Regions from separate parts of the Mus musculus genome. Here region 1 is linked to region 2. A link is a contact called in public Hi-C data. All regions are on one chromosome and are shown on one strand. Each heading gives the region's core, a stretch centred on a gene start, on an enhancer-like site or on the middle of the called end of the contact. The rest is flanking DNA. Distances are from core to core; before and after follow the strand shown.

Region 1 (4,371 bases), core at 1,238-3,737, 94 kb before region 2:
TCCCTGTCTCTGAAACTCTTAGCTCTGCCTTCCTTTTCCCTGTCCAATCACAGGCTTCTTTTTGTATTAATATTCAAATTAATTGGGGGTGGGTGGGATTCTGCTACATTTCACCCTTTCTGTCCAAATTTTTTTTAAAAAGGCAACCTTAAAATAACTACCTCCAGCCCCCAAAACTATCTCCAGCCCCAAAGCCCAGGGAACTTGGACAATGACTCTTCATAACTTCTTCAAGCTGAATACGGGCATTGAGATATCTTTGAAGGAGGGGGAAGGGTAGGGAAAATAGTCACTGACTCCAAGTAGAGAGAGCAGTGATACTTGCCTGCTATGAACAGGTATTAATTAATAGGTTGGATACATCTATTAATTATATATATGCATGTATCAGCTGCCCAGTGTGGCTATAGAGAAGGGTGAATTATTATCTGCTTGTTTGTGGTTCATGCAGGTACAGCGTGTGTTAAATGCTCACATGACAGCTTTCTAGCATTTATAGCATCCATTGCTCATTGACCACTTAGCACTTGCACCCAATCACTTGCCAAACTCCTGGAAAATCCCAAAGGACCCAGGAATAGCTTGACCATCAGCACCGCTACATTATCCATAATCTGCCAGTAGCCATTCATCTGCCAGAGCCAGGGTCATGGATCTGAGACTGGGAAGAACCAGACATCTCCTGTCTGTTCCGTGCCGTCTATGATTTAAAATGACAATGCTATGGACAGCATTAAAGGAATTCGAGGGAGTTCTAAGATCAGGTGACTGATCCAGGCTCTCAGAGCCAGTGAGAAGAGGGGAGGATATGAACTCAAGCCCACTCTGCATCCAGAAGACTCAGCTGCAGGGAGTGTTTCTCTAGGCCCAGGGGGCTGAGTCAGGCTTCCTGCCTGCCAGTTTCATTTTATATGTGTAAGGACCGATGACTCTGGTGGAGGCACACCTTTCCTGCAGGGTTCTCATGCATCTAGGATGCAGTGGAACCATGACAGCCTTGGGACATTAGACTCAGGGCAGCCGCTGTGTGCTATTGTATGCCATAGCACAGGGGCAGAAGCCAGTCACCTCTAGGGATTAAAAAAGGGAGGTGCTGAAAGAGTGAAGGGCTCCTGGGTTCTGGGAAAGCCCAGCAAGTGTTCATACACTCACAGTCATTCACCAAGCACATGCAGGCCCCACGCAGTGTGCTGAGCACTGAGCACTGAGCACTGAGCACTGAGCACTGACATAAATGAGTGAATAAAGCCCTCTCCCCCTGTGCTAGAACTTCCACTTTTCTAGACACACAGATGTGTAGTAGGTCAGTCAGTTGTCAGCGTGCTCAACTAGGACATGACAGGGAGCAGGGGGAGGTGAAAGGCTGCTCAGTTTTCTTCTGAATGTGGGCTGAAGCAACCTAGGGAAGACCATAACAGGTTGAGCATTAGAGACCAAGCTGGTGTTCACCAAACAGGCAAGAGGGAACAACCAAAGGAGATGGGGACCAGAACTAAGACTCAGCACCGGCCTTCCTGGACCAGGAGGTTCTAAGCAGGCTCTTGCGCTGTTATATCTCATTTCATCTCAAAAGACAGCTGCCTGGGCAGGCCACGTGCTTCTTTTTCCACAATGGATATAAAGGGCCTAAAAGAATTTTCAAGCTCACACAACTGGAGATGCTGAAGATAGGTGCCATTCAGGGCTGCCTCACTACAGACTTTCTGTTCCTCTTCACATGGGACACTGTCAGGAAGGATCCTATCTCTCAGCAAAGACCCCGAGGAAGAAAAGGGTCTTTGTGTTCAGAGAAGAAAGCTGAAATATGGAGGGTCTGCTACTCCAAAGATGGCAGACGTTGGGGCTGGAGAATAGTGTGCTATTGAAATAATGTCCTTAGAAAGTTCTGCGCTCCTGAGGTGGGCTGTTTATCATCAGGATCCACCGATCTATCTCTTTCCCTATGCTCTTGGTGTTAGGATTGACCAGCATTTCCTTCCAGGAGTGGAGTTGATTTCCAGTGTCACGGAAGCCGCCAGAATCCCTGGGCATAGACATGAACCCTGGCTCTCGTCAAAGGGTTAACTGGAAACAGCCATAGGGAAATACCCCCACCCTGGCACCCACATTCACATCAGACACTAACACCAACTCTAGTAAGTCACCAAGCTTTAGGAAGGCTGTCACATAGAAGTCACACACACACACACACACACACACACACACACACACACACACACACATACACACACACTTCAGGGACAATTGCTAGAGGGCAAAAGTTTGACCTCAAAGTTGCTTCCCTGCCCTGTGATTCTGGAATCATCTTCCACGCTGTGGGCATCCAAATGCTAGACCAGCATCCAGTGTTCCAGTGGGCTTCCATCCCAGGAACAGCTGGGGTCTCCTCTGGAAGCCGGAATCAATGGCCTCTCTTCCTTGGCTGACACATTTGCTTCTCTGTCATGCCACCGTCTTTCCTCCTTCCATCCCTGATGGTGGAAGCAGCTGCCAAGATAAATTGGAGCCTCGTTGCCAGAAAACACCAAATGCCTAGTGCTAGTTTCTCTCTGTTGTCTCTGTGACTCATGCTTAAACTGCGATCAAATACAATCTTTCCACCAGTGACCCAGGGCGGCCCGGAAGGGCAGTCTTTCTCTACCTGAGCCCCAGAGACACCACAGCTGCCTGCTATGTGTTATGAAAAAGATCTGTTGTTATGATCTGTGCGGCCCTATTGTGTGCTAGCTGTGTTTTCAGGCTTCCCACAGACAAGCAGGATTGTGGATGGGATCACACTTCAGGAGGAGACTTCTGCATGATGTGTTAGCGGGTAGCCAGGCTGAACTCTGAATTACATGATGGCTCCCATTTAAGAAAAGAATGTTACCACCAGAAATGCAGGCAGAAATTCATCAGCTAGGAGCCAGTAGCCAGAATGGATTAGCCACTGAAAAACATTTCTCCCCTCTTATGCTGCCCTGCTTTGGCAGAGAGTTTGTGAGCAGGCCTCCTGACCCACCAGCCCTCTTAGAATCAGCTTCTCTTATACAAGCCTATCCTTTTCCAGACCTATATGTCATTGTCACAGCCAACAGCAGAAAGAATTCTGGATATGTATCTCACACCTAGTAAGCCCAAGCAGAAAATTCTGGCTCCCCCAGATCTGGGAAGTGCCTCTTAGATCTCTCTTAACCACCATCACCAGGCTCCGGAGCACCAGTTTGTCCCAGATGGAGTCACTCAACAGACAGACCACACTGGGAAGCATCAGGAACGAGGTGGGCACATCAATAAAGCACTCGTTATAATTCCCGATGCAATGGTGGGGAGAGTCAGAACGTGGGACTCTGCTTGATTTGTCTATCTGCTTTCACCAATCACTTCTGATAGCCAGGTTAGATTATTAAGGTGAAGGAGGGACACCATTGGTTAAAGGATCATGAAGACACTGGTCTAGCTCCTCTAGATGCTCCCCCTAGACAGGTTTCTGTGCTCCTAAGAGACATGCTCATTATGCCCCACCCAAAAGGTAGAAGCATCTCCTGGTAAGCAGTGATTCTGACTTGGAAACCTCCTCTTGGTGATTCTGGGTGACAGAGTGGCACCCTGAGACATGTGCATGGCCCTGATGATACTTCCGGCAGGATCAGATCTCAATTAGCTGATTCAAGGACCACTATGGGTCCAGCTATCCTGGTCTGCTGAGGGTAAGAGGTTACCCCAGGAGATGAGACTTCCACACTAAAATTTAGACCATTCCCTGGGAAAACCAAGGTTCATCAACAGTGTAGATGTCCACTCAATACTGGGCTTGGATCCTGAATGACCCCCAAAGGCTTAGTCTCTAGGATGGCACTGCTGGGAAGTGGCTAGGTCCCAGTAGGAGGTATTTAGGTCATTGCAAGTATGGCCTGGAAAGGGATGGTAGACCTTGTCTCTTTGCTTCCCGGCTGGTCTGCTGAGTAATTTTGTGCTGACATATTCTTGTATTGTGATATGTACCCTAAGGCTCAAAGCCATGAAGCCAGCTGATCATATACAGAAGCTTCTACAATTGTGAGTCAAAGCAAACCTTTTACCTTCATGCGTTAATAATCTCAGGCGATTTGCTACAGAATCTAAAGGCTATCGACCACAAGGGCTGAGGAAACTGGGTTCTGATGTTGATAAAAGGTGGCCGCTGCAAAGATGGAAAGGGTGAACTTGTCATCAAGATCCCAAGGCAAACAGACCAAAGCAAAAGTGTTTCCCTTGAACCTCCTGAATCTGGGCCACCTCCAGAAGATGCACACATTTAAGGTGGGTTGTCTTGTTTCCATTAACCTAATCAAGAAACTCCATTACAGGTTTGCCCAGAGACTTGTCTGCCTTGTTTCTAGATGCTGTCAA
Region 2 (3,868 bases), core at 578-3,077:
GACAATCTCTCATTGAGATACCTACCACACTCCAGTTATTCTATATCCCCTCAAATTACCATTGAAGCCAACCATCACAGCAGGCTGTCAGGAGACAACAGGAAGCCATATCTTCTTCAAGATTAGAAGGACTGATAAGGAGGACCCCTAGTCCAGTGCTTCATCCTCTTTCCAATATGGATTCTCCAAAAGAGCAGGTGTGAGTGTGAGTGTGTGTGTGTGTGTGTGTGTGTGTGTGTGTGTGTGTGTGTGTGTGTATACACGTGGGGAATATAGGGGGTGGGGGGGCTAAGTGTCCTCAGTGCTTTCTTTCTAGACATGACCCTCAATCTTCTGTCTCACCATGCCCATGCCTGTCCTTGGGACTAATCTATTGGAAATAGTCTATCAATAATTCATGCTAAAGTGAGTGGTTAATAAGGTGACAATCAATGGTGACTAGTATAATAAAAATGTACTTATACTTACTATTGTGGTTTGTTTGTTTTGCTGAGTTTTGTTGCATCCTATTTTCTTTGAAATACCATCTTCCTATGTACTCCTGGCCTCAAACTTGCTGTGTGATCCTGGGAGCTAGCTTTCAAGCTCTCAGCCACAACCCTATGCAGTGCACTCTCCACAGGTAGCTGGAAATTGAAACTTATTCCTGGGAAGATCTGTAGGCAGATCAGGGCCCCTGATTCAGGCAAAATATACACTGGGTCTGTGTCAGATGGGTCCTCAGGCCACTCCTCGTAGTCATTCAGCCATAGTCCCTGATGCTATACTGAAGCACCTGCTGTTTGCAAGGCTTGCAGCTGGCTTAGGCTGAGCAAACCTCACAATTTCTGTTTGAACCAAGGCAGTTTTTGATTCTGTCTTTACTGCTGGGATCCCCTAGTCATCCCCCCTGACAAGCACCATCCCGCCATCTCTAGTTTTACAAGGCCCCTTAGTATGGGCTGTATCCTGAATTCCCTAACAGACACCAGGGCTACAGGCACCCAGGAGTCACTGGCCTTTCTGAGAATTCAGGAGAAGCAGCAGCTGGCTGCCCACTCACCCAAAGCTCTTCTTATCTACTCTCTCCTGCTCGATGCCTAGCAGCCCTGCCAGGTCTTATCCAGCCCAGAAAGCTGTGGTCTGGGGAGCTCTACTAAATGGAGACTCCCTGAGTTCTTGACACTGCCCAGCCCTGGCTTTCTGCTATCTCTGGATGGGGCCAGCACCAGCATCACTTCTTCAAGGGTTGGAGAACAAAAACACCTCTCAGATAGCTTTTGGGTGGATCCCATTCATGGCTGGAGACAGGATGCTCTGAAATCAGCCTCCAGGGATTTAGGGCAGGCCAACATGAAGTGTAAGTTACCTAAGATCTGACCTACATTGGGCCCTTTGTACTCCAAACCCTGACCCTCACCTGTCCTTGGCTTACTAGTAGGGAGGTGCTTAGGTGGCAAGGAGAGAAAATGTTTCTGAAAATTGAAGCCCAGGGTGGAGAAGGGATGGACAGAGAAAGCTGAGAAGGGTGGAATCTTCCTCATGACAGAAGGGCAAGGATGGCTGAGCTCCTCCCACCCTGGGGAATGAGTCACAGTTGGCCAAACCAATCAAAGGAATTCAACGGACTACAGCTGGGGTGGGAAAGGCCTGGGGTGCCCTGAACAGCAAGACAAGGGCAGAGCCCTGGAGTGGTAAGGGCAGCATCTAGGAGAGGTCAGAGAGGTTTCTCACTTGTAAAACTAGCAAACAACTAGGCTGTGACATTTTGGAACAGCGGTGATCACTTTGTGACTATCCATGACGTCAGATAGAGAAAAGAGAAAGAGCCATGTGCTTGAGGGATGCTTGAGTCACAGAATTAAGTAACTGCTTTGGAATGTCTTATCTCTGGCACAACCCAGTTCTTGTTTATGCCTCTGGATGTCAGTCACTTGCTGCCTAAGGCATCTCGTCTTCCTCTCATTGGCTTGAGCTGACGAGGGTGCCCAAATTAGAAATGGCAATGGACCAGACATACAAGGAAATTAAGCAAGTAGGACAACCCCACCACAGTCCTTACCCCTCAAGATCCTAGAACCAGGAATGACTGACAAGCAAACTTCCCCTGGCCAGATAGGCCAGAGAAAACAGTGCTCTTGTCTAGTGATCTAGAAGGTTCTGATTACCACCCTCGAATCCTCAGGAACTTAAGGCTTAGCAACCAACCCACTGTGGTGTTCCCAGCCATGGGGAAGAGTTCTGCCCTGCATACACTGGATGAAACAACACCATTTAGAGCTCCCCATCTTCCCTCTAGAGAAACTTCCTGAAATCTAGGTATGGACTAGAAGTCCCAGAGATCCTGAGAACTTGTGACTTCAGTTGGGGACAAGAGTGGATAGCATAAGACTCACTCAAAAACAAAAATAAAACAGAATGTAGATTCTGACTCAATCCACTCTCGAGATGGATTGAGCCCTGACCTTTTCTCTAATTGGCAAGTAACCTCGAGCTTTTGTGGACCCCTGAGGGTCTTAGGCTCAAAGAGGATCAACAGATCCTGCTTCTGGGTAACCATGACAGGCATAGAAGATTCTAGATTTCAATGTGGTTTGTACTTGCAGCCCAGGAGATGAACCAACTCTGTCCTTACCTCATTGGCTGGTCCCAGGATGCTAGGGCATCCTCCTTCTATCCTTAGGATGGCTCCCAGATGATGTCCCTATGGATCCCAGCTTCTGCTCAGGCTGCTTGGCTCACATTCCCAGGCCTTTCCCCACTGAACAACAGCCTAACTTCTTGCCATCTGTCAGGAGATTCGCAGTTGACCTTCACTTCTCTGAGCCTCGGTCTCATCTGGACCAGGATCTGCCCATCACTTGCTTGCTCACAGTCAAAAGGACTACAGTGTTCCTGGGCAGACATAAGGTACAGGCAGAGGGAAGGCAGTTTCAACTCAAAAAGAGTGCCAGTCAACTCCTTCTCATGTCCCTTCCTGAGAGCACCCCCCAGCTCAGTGCCTCCCCAGGTCACACCGCGTCATTACCCTGAGCATGGCCTCCAGCTGACACTGTTTCCAAGACCGCTATTGGTGAGGAAGTTGAGCTACCCATGCATAGCCACAGGGCTATAGCCAGCAAGGAGACCAGCACCCAAGGCTTCTTGGTCCCATCCTTGGCTCTTTCTGCAGCAGTCTCCCATCTCTACCTTCTCCTCAAATTCACCAGGCTAGCCCAGTTCTCACCTCACCAAACAGCCTGTTGATATGGATGTATAGGCGTCTGTGCTGGACCAGGTCTAGAGTCCGTTTCTCTCCCTGCTCTGACCTTTCCCATCTTTGCTTCTGCAGGAGGCCCCACAGGGACTTTTGCCCAGGCTTCCTAACTCAGCTCCCCCCTACACCCCCACACCCCTGCTGCCTTGTGCCCTGCAGTTTGTCTTCCCCAGGCACTGCCACTAAATCACTTTTATAGGACATGGGATCTTTCTACCCAGTCACTTTTTTTTGAGGATACAAAGTGTCTTTCAGGCAAGGGAGAAGACATGAAGACTCATGGGGTTGTTCATGACAAGATTAATGGGGCTGCTGATCCCATTAACCTATTATTGGCCTTTCCCTACATTAGCAGCCAGACAGGAGACCTTAGGCTCCAGCTGTGGTTCCTTTGAGACAGGAGTCCTATTTGTGGGCTTAGCCCCAGCCCCAGGGGTTCACTGAGTCCTTCTGCACCAATAAGGAGCAAGAACCTTACCTCCTTTCCCTAAAGCCAACAAAGGAGGAATGGGAGAAGAATTGTGGGAGGGGGTGACTGGGAGGGGGCAGTGAACAGGATATAAAGTGAATAAGTGAAAAAAAAGTTTAATTTAAAACAAATATTAAGAACAGAAGAAGAAGAAGAAGAAGAAG

Evidence for each region. A called contact is a pair of places that touch in the nucleus more often than the background predicts.
Region 1: a Hi-C map of pancreatic cancer cells shows a contact between it and region 2, with 2.1 times the contacts expected there. The contact joins two enhancer-like sites. A contact is called at or near these places in 3 of 484 Hi-C or Micro-C datasets (cerebral cortex, nephron progenitors and pancreatic cancer cells), 2 of 115 datasets of contacts at active chromatin or transcription factors (embryonic stem cells and epiblast stem cells) and 1 of 9 other capture datasets (embryonic stem cells).

Annotation. Positions count from the first base shown.
Region 1 is chr2:92,770,922-92,775,292 of GRCm38.p6, reverse strand. No RefSeq gene overlaps it. Among named protein-coding and RNA genes, the nearest start is that of Gm39880, 6.3 kb to the left of the region's middle. Within about 2 kb of position 2,487, at least 50 of the 459 cell types and tissues checked have an H3K27ac peak or open chromatin away from gene starts, as enhancers often do. A contact at or near this core is called in pancreatic cancer cells, where this site is marked.
Region 2 is chr2:92,676,445-92,680,312 of GRCm38.p6, reverse strand. No RefSeq gene overlaps it. Among named protein-coding and RNA genes, the nearest start is that of Gm13816, 64 kb to the left of the region's middle. Within about 2 kb of position 1,827, at least 35 of the 459 cell types and tissues checked have an H3K27ac peak or open chromatin away from gene starts, as enhancers often do. A contact at or near this core is called in pancreatic cancer cells, where this site is marked.